2 separate regions of the Mus musculus genome follow, and region 2 is linked to region 1. The links are chromatin contacts, called in public HiChIP or PLAC-seq maps. All regions are on one chromosome and are shown on one strand. The core of a region is the stretch at or near the end of the contact, and the rest is flanking DNA. Distances in the headings are between cores, read along the strand shown. Region 1 holds the start of Kcnh8 (potassium voltage-gated channel, subfamily H (eag-related), member 8). Region 2 holds the start of Sgo1 (shugoshin 1).

Region 1 (6,726 bases), core at 2,284-4,783:
ATTTATCCACGAAATGAATCTAATAAATTATTGTAATTAATTTTTTCTCCATAAATGGGATATATGTATTCAACAGCTGAAGGGTTTTTGGTCTCCGTCTCATTATATTTCATTTAAATAATCTAGAAGATGTTTCAATAAGTATACTTTAGTTATAATTTTGTCTAAGCAGTATTTGCTTCCAAACAGGTTTATAAATTACATATATGAAAATGAGGGGGAAGAAGAAAAAGTGCAGTGCAGATAAGTAGAGCAGCAATGGGTGATATCTATCTTCTTTTCTGTTGTTCTGGCATACTATACATTTATAGGATTATGCTGTAGATGTCTAGATGGTAGCACATTTATTTTTTCACTGGGGAGACCTTTAGCTGATACCCTGAGTTTTTCTAATTGTTTTAATTTTGGTAGTAAATCAGTAGGGGTAACAATAATAAAAATATCTGTGTATTGTTTAGGTTAGAAAGGGAAAGTTTGTCAGGACATTTTTCTCTCCTTTATTTTTATTAGAATTGTTCAAAATAAGAATAACCTCTGCCTACCCCCTCATCCTCCAGAGTTCCCAGGGACAAAACCATCGACCAAAGAGTACACCTGACAGGACCCATGGCTCCAGCTGCATATGTAACAGAGTATGGCCTTATCTGGCATCAATGGGAGGAAAGGTCCTTGGTACTCTGAAGGCTCTATGTCCCAGTGTAGGGGAATGCTAGGGCTGTGAGGTGGGAGTGGGTGGGTGGATGGAGGAGCACCCTCATAGAAGCAGGGGAAGAGGTGAGGGAATAGGAGGGTTGTGGAGGGGAAACCTGGGAAGGGAATAATATTTGAAATGTAAATAAATAAAATATCCAATAAAAATAATTAAACCTACACGAGAATCCCCAAAACATGTCCCAGAAATGAGGTAGAAATGAAGAGTTAACTCAGTGTACACAGAATAAAACAGCAATATAAAATTTCAGTACATTTTTTATTGCAGAGGTGGCAATTAAAATATTGATACTTTAAAACTTGCATATATCCTTGTCTTTTGAAAGAAAATAAATTATTTTTATGAATGTATCAAGAGAAAGTAGAATGCTCGTTGTAAAAAGTTTCAAGGTTAGAACTACTTGAAAAAAAATTGTATCAAGAAGACAACGTCATAATAAGATCAACTAAACCAGAGTGATATTTTCACAATTCTACATTTAGCAAATTCTATGACTGAGAATTTACTTAAATTTCATATTATTTAAGTTATTCTGCAACTAAATTAAAAATTAAATGAGAGACTAGCAATCTTTTTGTAACAGAGTTTCTTGGGAAAAGAAATAGTCATTAAATGTTGTAAACAAAATCTTGCCACTGTCAATGTTTATGTCACTCACTACTTGGGATACTGTGGTTTCGTGCACTCTCCATCTCTCCAGAATTCCTCAAGACCATGGGAGCACAGATCAGGTATGGTCACCAAATAGATAGATGGATAGATAGATAGATAGATATAGATAGATAGATAGATAGATAGATAGATAATATTGGTATATGATGAGCTTCTAAAGTAAGGATTGAAAATTTTCTAAGCTTATGTTCTTTAACAAGAATGTGTAGACTAGTGTGATTCACACACACACACACACACACACACACACACACACACACACCTCCATTTCTCTACATGTACACTTCTGTTTATCATGACAGTCAGAAAAAGTCCAAATTCTCATACTACAGTCTATTTGATTAGCAACTGAAATCCACATGTCATTCTGAGGTAGTTCCCAGGGTTCTGTTTGCATGATTCAGTATACACAATCCTCCATTCAACTTTAAATGACAATGACATAAGCCAATCAGTATTTTCTATTCCCTCACCTTCAAGACATACACTCAGGACCAATGCTTAGATCACCTTGGTTTGGAATATTCAACTTTAAGAACCATCAACTGCACAGAACCCCTCTTCAGAGATTCCAGTTATAGCAGCTAGAGACAGTGATGCGGATGTTGGCAGTATATCACCACCTTTAGAGCAGTTAGAATCAGTAGTGTTGATTATGAAGGTGGTGTCAGTGGACGGGATTTGAACCAGTGCCAGAATAATTTTCTTATTGTCATCTAATAAAACACAATACGAAAAGGTAAAGACTGGATACCTCTAAGGAGTATTTAAAAAAAAACACACACACACAGCTACAAAAAAGGAAAAAAAAGTGAGCAAGCCTTGATGAGGCTAAATTTTAAAAACAAAATCCAAACAAAATCAAAGAGTACTTCACCTTTCTAGCATGTAAAACTTGCCCAACTCTTCCAAAAGATTAAAATCTTGTATCCCACCCTTTCAGAAGGGTCTGCGCGTCCAGACAGTCTGTGTGGAAGTGGAAGGAGATGTTAAATCTCCCACGGGCTCCAAGAGATGCACGGCCACAATATAAAATAGAAACACCCTGAACTGCTGAGAAAGCTTTTAGAATGAATGAGTCTATATGAGTCTTATGAAACAGACAGGAAAGGGGCCACGAGCACACAGAAACTTCCTATAATGAAGATGTAGGTATCCTGGTGGGACCTACTGCCAGCATTTCTTAAGGACAGGGCTATAACCAATTACAAGATTCCCAGGCTCCAGCACAAGAAGCCTGGAGGAGAGGACCTGACCGTGGTCCTGAAAGATCCCGGGCTTTTTCCAGAAGGACAAAAAACACCTTATCTGCACTCAGAATTTTTTTTTCCCAGTCCAACACAAGAAGTCGGATATTCAATACTATTTCACTTCAAAAGACTCTGAAACTTTCCCTGTGGTCGAATTAGTCTTCACAATGTTCAACTCCTCCTTCTTCAATAGTCTTTCCTCAAGTGTTGCGGTAATTTCAGAGTTAAGAGGGGAGATTCTGAGAGACTTCCAGCACTCAGAAAAGTCTATGGACAGCTCACACCTGGCCTCCATGAATCTACGCAGGATTTCTTAAATTCGAATGAAAAGTCATAGGAGTCTGGAAAACCTCCAAACTCTAACCCGGGCAGCGTCAGAACTCTAGAAAAATAAAGTGCACAGCATCTCACCCTGCACCAAGCTACTCAAGGTACAGCACAGCACAGGTCCCACCGCGAGTTGTTGATCATTTTCAGACCTGTGTTTCTGTGTTCCAGACCTAGGCAATCAAGTGATCCACCTAAACCAATACCAAGTGCTTTTATGATTTGTGTGTGTGTGTTGGGGGAATCTTGTTTTATTTTGTTTCCTTTCTCCACTAAAAGATACCCTGGCTACCCTGACATGAAGGCAAATTATTGCGCGGATGGAAACAGAGGAGAGGGAGCAAAAGTCGAAGAGAAACCCATCCTAGGGAAACGGGCAACTCCGGCAAGCCCTACTTACGTGTTCCGTCGAAACGGGTGGCAATAGTGTCCAGGAAGGTGTTCTGTGGCGCCAGTAATCCTTTCATAACCGGCATTTTTCCAGCGCTGTGTGAAATTCCCCATCAAAGTTTGTCCACAAGGATGGCTCTGTAGGAAAGTGCCAAGCTGGAAGAAGCCACCAGGAGCGTGATGACGGCAGGGGCGGGGGGCCAGGCGTGCAGAGGATGGGGCCGGGCAAAAAAAGGGGGTGGCAGCAGAAGGAGCTACTCCCTGGCCGCTGCACTGTGACCAGAGCAGCCCGTGATCATAGCTCTGAACCCGCCTCGTTCCAGGCGTCCTCCGCCGTTCCCTCCTCCTTCTGCACAGACACCCCTAGGGTCTCTCCGTAGAGCCTTCGAGAGCTCACGGTGGCCCGGGGCGCCGCGCCCTGACCCGCGCTCTAGGGTCGTGGAGGACGGCGCCCCATCTGGGGAGACTGCGGCGCTAAGCCTCGAGTACCCCCAGGGACGCTGAGGAACAGAGAAACGCGAGCCAGAGCAACACCCGCCCCCCAGGAACCGGGAACAAAGACCCCTTTGTTCCAGCTCTGTCCCTCTCCCGGGAGACCAGAGTCCCGTGGGTGTGGTGTCGTGGAGAGGAGGAGACAGGTCACTGCAGGTAACCCGCCTCCGCCTAGAACTTGGGAGGGGGAGGCACCCCAGCGTGGTGTCCTAGGTAGCAAAGGCAGCCTGGGGCTCCGGAGGGAGGTGCCCCCCTTCCGGTGCACCTGCCATTCCCAGCTCCAAGTCAGCTGAATGCCTGCCACTCTGATTACCAGGGTCTCTCCAGGTGTGAGGTTTTGTAAACTCTCCTTCCTCAGCTCTGAAAGGAAATTCAGGTACACTCCCTCGCCAAATTCACTTTGCTGTCCCCCCAACCACCAAAACTAAAAGGGAAAAACCCCTCTTAAATGGGTAATGCTTTCCCACTCTCCCATGAAGTGTGCATAGAGTGTTTCTAGAAAGTTTGCTTATTTTTATTGATTTATAAAATACGTGGAACTAACAGAGGGGAGTTAGGTTTTTTTTTTTTTTTGGTTTTGCTTTTTCGTGTAAAAACAGTTTCAAAGTGATCCCCTCTCCACCGCGGCAAGGGTCCCCCCAACCCCACCCTCAGCCCCTCGACTGGTTGGGTGCTAGGAACTGCCGGTTTTTCAGAAAAACTAAAAGCGGTCTCCCTGCCCCTTTCCCTAGGGCTCAGGAGGGGACTCCCTCTCCACCTACATTCTCCGAAAGAAATCCACCCAAACCTAGGGTGCATCCCTGCGGGAGGGCAAAGGGACCTGCGGAGCCCTGGTTCCACTGAAGCCCTAGCAAGGAAGAAAGGGAAAGTTAAGAGACCAGGAGAGAACAAACAGAAGCCCAGGTGCTGCTGCACCCGGAAAAGAAGGAGGGAAACGCGAACAGGTGTCTGCGGTGCTGCAGCAACCGCTGGGATCCCTCCTCCAGGATCCGGGCGTGGCAGCAGGTGCAAGCAGCCCCAAAACATCTGGCGGAGGCTCTTTGCTCCAATCCCTGGGGATCCTGGAGTGATGAGGGACTCTAGGGGTTTCCTCGCTGCGGCTCTGGGTTCCGCGAGGGCGGGGTGGAAAGGGAAAGGAGGAGGCTCATTGTCCCCGCCCCGGTCCCCTTTATTCGTGATGCACTTCCTGCTGCCGAGGATTCCCTTTGTGTTGAGATTCCAGATCCGCCCACACACGCAGGAGCGGGAGGGCCGGGGATTCCGGGTGGGTGGCCACCCTCCAAGGCTCAGGCTGTGTATCTCTTTTCCTTCCGGTTACAGTTGCTGATTAGCGGTGCCCCTCTCCGTCACCACCTCTGCATGGAGCTAGTTTTTCCTTGCAGGGAAACCTAGCTGCTTGGTTGCCCTCCCACCCCCTCCCCATACAGCTGAGCTCCGCTGGCTCCCTCTTGGGCGGAGCCAGGAGAGAGAAATGGGGGAGTCCCTGCTCTGCTTCTGTTTGGGCGGTTCCTGGCGCCCAAGAAAACCCAGACCGCTTCTGCCAATGGAAGAGTGAGAAGTGGCTTGAAGCTAAGCATGAAATTTATGTGTAAGCCACTATAAGTGTGCCTGAGCGTAAAAACATCAACTACTTTTTCCTCTTTAGTCTGGCCTGGCTTGCTAGAAAGAAACTATACGAGGCTTAGTAATGGAAACCCAAAAGCCAATTTGGGTTCAGTGGCAAAAGAAGTCAGTCAAGTACCATCCCATAATGTAGTCTTTCCTCCAGTATCCAAAACAAGTCAAGGCTAGAACTAGGCACAACATCCCTGCCCTTAACTCACCTTCGATCCCAGCCTCCCACCAAACTGAACTTGGTAAGTGGACCACAGTGCCTCTTGTTTCCTTTTTCTGCCCGGATGTCTTTCTCAGGAATGCATCTTTCATCTTGGGTCTTGAGTTCTAGGATCTCTAATCTCAGCTCAAACACTCACTGATATTCCTGTTAAGTGTTTGTAGCACTAGAGGCCAAACTACCCTATCAAGACTTAATCACCACAGGAGTCTAAGCACGCTGAATCCTCTTGTATTTTGTCACCTTCGAATCAAAGGCAGAAATGTGTCCTGATAGGCAATGGTTCTAAACTTTATCTTTTCCTTAAAGGAAAATTCTTTGCTGGTGGACCAAAAGAACACCAATTCACGTTATTGCACATCCTTCTCCACTGCAGGAATTCAGCTTTCTCTGTGACCTAGACAATACTACAGCACAGCCCCACAACACACACAACCTCAAGCTCTTATGGAAAGATCATAGTTCCCTACACCAAATTCCCTGAATTCAAACACAAAGAATATCTTGCAATATCTTGCAAGCTGCGTTTGTCTGCAGGGATACAGCTTTCCTTAGTCATTGTCAAGGCTAACTAAACTTCTTGGAGATATAGCTGCCATAGTTCTCCCACCCATTCAGTTCACCTAGATAGATGAGGGTAAAATGGTCTGGTCTGTTGTAGGTTACATGTCTCCCAAAGAGAAGTCACACATTGTTCCTTTTCTTGTTATATTTTGGTTGGGTCCCGAGCCCATGTGGTGATGCCCTCACATTAAAAGTAGATCCTCCCTCTCTTCTCAGTTAATGGTCTGGAAATACCCTCAGAGGCAAGCCAAATCCAGTCAAGTTGAAAATAAAGACTAACTACTGCATACTCCTAATTCAAAGTTGCATTGGGAAATTCAATAAATATTACTGACTCTTGCATCAAATGGCTCTTCACACACTTATAAAAGAGTGAGTTTGGAGCCAATCCTCTTACAATTTCCTATCTCTCATTTCAAGCAGCTATAAACAATGATTGACTTGCACAAAGATTTATAGCATGAACAGTGAATAGCCCTCATACC
Region 2 (6,726 bases), core at 2,722-5,221, 1.1 Mb before region 1:
CACCACCATGCTAAGAGAAATATGACACACTCTAAAAGACAATATTGTATGGGTTTTTACTCCTATGTAGAATTTAGAGTGGTACAGGGGACATCAAAGTAAAAAAACTGACTATTCAAGGATTGGAAAAGTATAAAATCAAGGAGGCAGGGAGAGAAAAGAAAGCAATAGAGGAGATGAAAATGATAAGCTCATATTGTGTGTTATATAAAAATGCAGCCCCAGGCCAGCCTGGTCTACAGCATGAGTTCCAGGACAGCCTACATAGAGAAACCCTGTCTTGGAAAAAAAAAAAAAATGCAACTGCAAAGTAAATTAAAAAAAAAAAAAAAAGCAGATCTTTAGATTACCAATTATCTGCATTGTTAACCAAAACAAGCCTAAACACCATTTTTAGAGTATACCTTTTCTTTTTCTTTTCATTAAAACAATTTTTTCATCCAACATAATCTAATCATGGTTTCCTCTCCCCCAAGTCCTCCCAGACCCTCCCTACATCTTCATCCTCCCAACTCCTATCTCTGTCTCTGTCTATCTGTATATCTGTCCCTATCTCTCCGGGAAAAAAAAAAATATATATATACCAAATTTTAAAAAAATCTACTGAGTCTAGAGTGAAGGATCAGCAGTAAAGAGCACTTGTTGTCTTGCAAAGAACTTCAGTTCAGTTTTCTAGCACCCACATCTGTAAGTCCAGTTCCCAGAGGTTGCTGTTTTCTCCTGACTCCACAGGTAGTAGACATAATGTGCATGCACACATGCAAGCAAACACTCATCCAAGTTAAAGAAACACACAAATACACCTATTTGTGTATGAATATCTCTATATCATGTTGAGTAAGTACACAGTTTTTAACAATAAACACCATAGACTTATTATGATTTAAAAAAATAAATAAGGGGTTGGGGATTTAGCTCAGAGGTAGAGCACTTGCCTAGCAAGCGCAAGGCCCTGGGTTCGGTCCTCAGCTCTGGAAAAAAAAAAAAGATAAAAAATAAATAAAGCAATACATAGAACGCCCTGGCACAGAGCAGAGCATGCGCTTACGTTACATGTGTTTATGTTGCTGTGATGAAATACATGACAGAAGCAACTTAAGGGAGGAGAGATGGTTCAGGAGTTGTAAGTCCATCATGGCAGGAAAGGCAGGATGACAGACTAGATGTGTGGCAGTGGGAGTGTGCAGTAAATGCTTGTACATGCCACTGAGCAGAGCAGAGAGAGCCTAGGCCCAAAGCAGTCATCCCCAACCCTCCCACCTCCTCCAGCTGTGTCTCATAGCCTAAGGTTTTACAACCACCCGAAACAGCGTTACCATGTAGAGATAAAGTGTTCAAACCCATGAGCCTACAGGGGAGATTTAATATGCCAAAATAGGAATGCAGTGTAGTGGCTCATACCTTAAACACACACTTAGGAGGCAAAGACAGTAGGTTGTATGAGTTCTAGGTCAGTCTGATCCACATACCTATGTCCAAGCCAGCCAAAGCTACATAATGAGACGCTGTCTCAAAAACAAACAAACAAAACGCCAGCACGGCCAGCATCTTAGTTAGGGTTTCTATGGTGAAGAGACACCATGACCAAGGCAACTCTTATAAAGGACAGCATTTAATTGGAGCTGGCTTACAGTTTCAGGGGTTCAGTTCATTATCATCATGGCAGGAAGCATGGCAGCCTGCAGATAGACATGGTTTAGGAGGAGATGAGAGGTCTACATTTTGATCTGAAGACAGAAAGAAAGAGACTGTTTCAGCAGCATTCAATTAAGCCTGGGAGCCCTCAAAGCCTGCCTAAAGAGTGACACACTCCCTCCAACAAGGCCTCCTCATAGTGCCATTTCCCATAGCCCAAGCATATCCAAACTGCCACAGGCAGTAAATTCAATTAAATACTTACATTCTTGGCACTAGGCTGAGAAATTCAACCCTCTAAAATAGAAGTATACAGCAAGGATTCTGAGGTTTAATAAGTTATTTCAAGTGGTTAAGATACATTTCTAAAACATGCAGATGAAAGCTACAAGCAATCTAAAAAGTAGGACTTTCCCCAGCCTGTCTGTCTACTGTACACTTATATAGGTTCTCCACAGCTTGGGACTGCTCAACAAAGGAAAAGACTAAGCCAATATAAGTGGGTACCAAAATGATGTGATAGTTTGCTGCATTTTGGTTCTGACAAATTCCTTAAAACTTTTGGTCACCAAGTTTCTAACATTTGTATGCTATTCAAATTAATACACAGCACATGACATGGTAAGTATTAAAGAATCTTTCAAAGGGTTTTTTAATTCTTATTTTTGTATATATGTATGTGTTCTCTTTGATCACGTATGCCACATGCTGTACACAGGTGCCCATGAAGAGGGCATCAAATCTGGAGCTGAAGTCAGAGGTGGTTGTGAGCTGCCTGACATGGGTGCTCAGAACTGAACTCAGGTCCTCTGCAAGAGCAGCAAAAGCTTTTGATATCTGGATCATATCCACATTTCCAAAGGAATCTTTTTTAAAAAATTTTTTTTAATGTCAGCACTTGGGAGGCCAAGACTAGCATATCTCTGTGTGTTCCTGGTCATCGCAGAAATATCACGAATTTGAAGTCTGCTTAGGCTGTGTAAAAAACCTGCCTTAACCCGTTGTTTTGTTTTGCTTTGTTTTGTTTTTTGAATGCCAAATAAACAGACCAAAACCAAACTTTTTTAGGAGATGGACATGGTGGTACACACATTTAATCTAGCATTCAAGAGACAGAAGCAGGTGGATCTGTTTGCATTTGAGGCCAACCTCAAATATATAGTGAGTTCCAAGACAGTCAAAGGTACACAGAGAGACTTCTCTACAGCGTAAGGAGTTAGAGGTCATCCTGGGCTACAAGAAGACCCTGTCTCAAAAACAAAAACAAACAGAAAACAAAGAAGAGAGCCATAAATGAGCAGCCGTGGAACGATAATCTTAGGACCCTAGGTAAGAAATTAAGAGTGTGAACCTTGTGTGATGACCAGCATAGTAAAATATAACTTGTTATATTGGCTACGTATATCTATCTACCTTATGGCACAAGACATCTGCCAAGGATATGACTTATGAAGCAATCACTCAACTGTGGAGGCTCCAAATGTCTTGTGGTAGGGCTCCCTGCTGCCACCTTCCCCTTCCCATTTTCTTTGTGTGCCTTCAGAACTACCCAGTAACGCTGCCTGATGTGTAAGCGTGCCGAACTTTTCTCAGCATGACTAAACCCAATTCCTTGACTATTATCAGGAACTGATAAAGAAGTTTAGATTGTTCCCGGGAAAGCACTTTAAAAAACGGATCCCACAAGATGACCTTCTAATTCAGTCACGGCTGCTGCACTACAATGACTTCTGAGGTGAGCGCAGCCGGTTGTAAATCTCTTCCGTAAATGCACAGGACAGGATCGGGCTGTCACTTGGCGTTTCTTCTTGAATCAGCCAGGCCCACCCGCAGATCTCGCCAGCGGGCTGAACCTGGAGAGCCCAGTCTCTCACATCAGTCCTTTCGCTGAGCCTGCGCTAAACGTGCTGGATGGACGTTTGCCACACGGGCGCGCCCCGGAGCACAAGAGCTGCGCGGCCTTGGGCGCCCTGACAAGCCACGCCAGGATCTGTTTGGATCTTTCGTGCTCCAACTCAGGCTTCAACTCGAACTCGTCATTCTCCTGCCTCAGCCTTCTGAGAGCTGGGCTCTCAGGCCTGCGTCAACACCCCAGGTCTAACCGGAAGTCAGGGACGCACCCAGACAAGACCCAGTCTCAAAGTCGCTAGATCTCTAGGCTGTGGGAAGGCGGACGCCGAGCCAAGGCCTCAATTCCAGCCTGACTCCACCCCCTCTACCCCACCCCAGCCACAGCTGCGCGTGCGCAGGCGCGCCACGTGATGCCATTCCCCGGGGCCGGGCGCTGCGTCTACGGAGAAGGGCGGGCCGGAGTGTCACGTGATGGTGTCCGGCCAGCCAATGGATACGCGTAACGCAGAATTTCGAATGTGGCGGCGGTAGCTGCGGAGCGCGGCGGAGCGGGAGGTTGCATCTGCTCGTCCGGACCTGAGTGGCCGAGGTACGGAGCGGTACGGGCGGCGGGACTGGAGGTATCTCTCCGACCGGACGACGCGTTCCGCTCGCGAAAGCGAGCACCCCGAAATCGACAGGGCTTTTGCTCAATCAAAGTAGCAAAAACTTTTTAGATAGGGGCCGGAGGAAGGGGTGTTCTCGCCGACTTGCACTGTCTAGCACGCACAAGGCCCGATTTCCATCCCACTGTGCTCGCGCACGCGAACAAACTGTAATTAACTTTAACTCTATCAGTTATTCATTCTGTGTGTCACTCAGATGTCTCCGGTGCAAACTTTTAAAACTTGATGGTGACCCACCCATTCTTATAAGAAGTCGTTGCATTTATTCTGTTGAACTCCCCTCTCCAATCTATCGTATATACACATTGGTAAAAATAAAGGGTTAGATAAGATATACAGTACCAATTTAAGGCTTCATTATGCGTGGAGGAAAATACGTCCTGGTGAGAATACTCAAGAAGAGATTCAAGAAAACACTTAACTAAAAGGAGATGAATCAAGATAGTTCTTGTGGTGACAATTATATGCACACATTGTGGTTGGCAACAGTTTACAATTTTGAGACCAGGAAGTTTATTTTGCTTGAAGCACGCTACTGTTATTAACATGAATACATGTTTTCTCAGCCCCAAAATTACTAGAGAAAAGCTGCCAAACAGAAACCCAGATATACATATAAATTGCTTCTGAACTAATACTGTAATCCTAAACACTAAAGGTTGGCTATAAACATTGTAAGAAAAGTAAGTCTGCTTATGGCTCATACATTTGTGGTCCCAGCTACTCAGGAGGCTGAGGTAGGAAGGACATGAGAGCTCTTAAGTTCAAAACCAGACTGGGTAACAGCAATATCCTGTCCCAAAATAATAAGTTCCCATAGAGCCTAGAATGTTGTACGCCTCCAATGAATATTTACTATAAGATGAATAATTGATACTTTCTGGAGTTATTTAATACTTTCCTATGAAATAGTAGAAGATAAGGTTATAGCAAAAGCATGAATGACATTTTATGGGATTTTTTTTCTTATGATGGCTTGATTCTAACATCTTTTTTCTTCTTGTTTTGTTTTAGATGAATTTCACTATGTAGCCCAAGCATAAATCTATGACCCACCTGCCTTAGCCTTTTTAGTAGCTTGGATTATTCTACAACACCTGACTTAATATTTCTAAGCAGAAAATCAAAATATTGCTTTTTTTGAAGTAAGTTTACAATTTAGTCTTTTGTAATCCCTTCTTGATGAACAGCCTATGTTTCTTAAATTTTATGTTTAAAAAATATCTGAGAAGTGTTCATTGGTTTTTTTTTTTTTTGTTTTGTTTTTAATTCAAAGACAAAGATGGCTAAGGAAAGGTGTCAGAAAAGGTCCTTTCAAGATACCCTTGAAGACATTAAGAATCGAATGAAAGAAAAAAGGAATAAAAATTTGGCGGGGATTGGGAAACGCAAGTCCTTTATTGTTGCACCGGGCCAAGTACCCAGTAAGAGAATTTTGTGTTGTCTTCTTCCAGCATTCTTACTTTGAAAGTGTGGCATTTGTGTGTGTTGTGTGTGTTTCTTTGTGTGTGGAGCACAGTGGGGTGTTGCTGTAGTAGAAGTTCTGGAGTCCTGCTATTAATCTCTGCCCTGTTCCCCTGCAAAGGGTCTCTCACTGAACAAGGAACTATTGTGGCAGCCAGTCAAGCCCCAGAGATCCTCCTGTCTCCACACACCTTTAACACCTTACCTTCCCTCCGTCCTGCCACAGCAGATAGAGTCACCAGTGTGCAGGACCACACCTGGCTCTTTAGGGGATTTGACCTGTGGGCCTCATTGGTTTCTTAGCAAGCACTCCTAGCCATTGAGAGATATCTCTAGCCTCTGCTTCACCTTCTAGGTTGAGGCTTACTAACTGAAAATTTTATCTTATAGCTAACACTGCTACACTACTGAGATATTACCAAGATAACAACAGGTTGTTAGTCTTGGCTTTGGAAAATGAGAAATCCAAAGTGAGAGAAGCACAGGATGTCATCCTGCAACTGAGAAAAGAATGCTACTACCTTACTTGTCAGCTGTATGCATTGAAAGAGAAGCTAACTTCCCGACAAAGTGAAGAAACTACTCAGGTATATTCAGTACAAAACTTTTCTGTGTAGTTTTGCCATATGCAGTTCAGCTTTATATAGATTTAGATATGGAAAATATTCTTAAGTATTCTTCGGAGAGTCACTTTTTAAAAAAATACTTCATTATATCCATTTACTCTGTGTGTGTGTCTGTGTGTAGTTCAGAGGATAACATTAGGTGTTATATAGAAATAAGTAACATACATATATGTGCCCTCACATATAATGTGTATATTGACGTTATCGAAGACAGTTGTCTTTCTAGAAGGTGCTATTTCTTCCTGAGTGTCATGTATACCTGCGATTTTGTGATGCCAGAACTCAATATGCTAACTCAGAAAGACCCAAGTTATGGGTCAACCTGAACTGCACAATGAGACCTCATCTCTAGAAGAGATTTTTGAAGCCTACATATGATTTCATGACTTTTCTCTAAGATTTCAATTACTTTTTAAAGATTGTTTTCCTTCAACACTTAATCTTTTTTCCTCCTTTTTCAGTTAGTACAGTGTAAACCTAATGGT

What was found. HiChIP or PLAC-seq counts read pairs in DNA pulled down with a chosen protein or histone mark.
Region 2: an H3K27ac HiChIP or PLAC-seq map of embryonic stem cells shows a contact between it and region 1, with 6 times the contacts expected there. The contact joins the promoter of Sgo1 here to the promoter of Kcnh8 in region 1. A contact is called at or near these places in 2 of 39 promoter capture datasets (cranial neural crest and embryonic stem cells), 3 of 484 Hi-C or Micro-C datasets (CD8 T cells, LSK cells and pro-B cells) and 10 of 115 datasets of contacts at active chromatin or transcription factors (astrocytes, differentiating embryonic stem cells, embryonic forebrain and 4 more).

What each region holds. Positions count from the first base shown.
Region 1 is chr17:52,599,516-52,606,241 of GRCm38.p6, reverse strand. Kcnh8 (potassium voltage-gated channel, subfamily H (eag-related), member 8) reads right to left here and starts at 3,533. Exons shown (of 16, transcript NM_001031811.2): 1 at 3,362-3,533. The coding sequence starts at 3,437. It overlaps Gm27217 (predicted gene 27217), which reads left to right and starts at 3,582. Exons shown (of 2, transcript NR_155517.1): 1 at 3,582-3,999.
Region 2 is chr17:53,686,560-53,693,285 of GRCm38.p6, reverse strand. Sgo1 (shugoshin 1) reads left to right here and starts at 3,971. Exons shown (of 9, transcript NM_028232.2): 1 at 3,971-4,075; 2 at 5,166-5,296; 3 at 5,428-5,575; 4 at 6,006-6,202. The coding sequence starts at 5,434. It also overlaps the pseudogene Gm31532.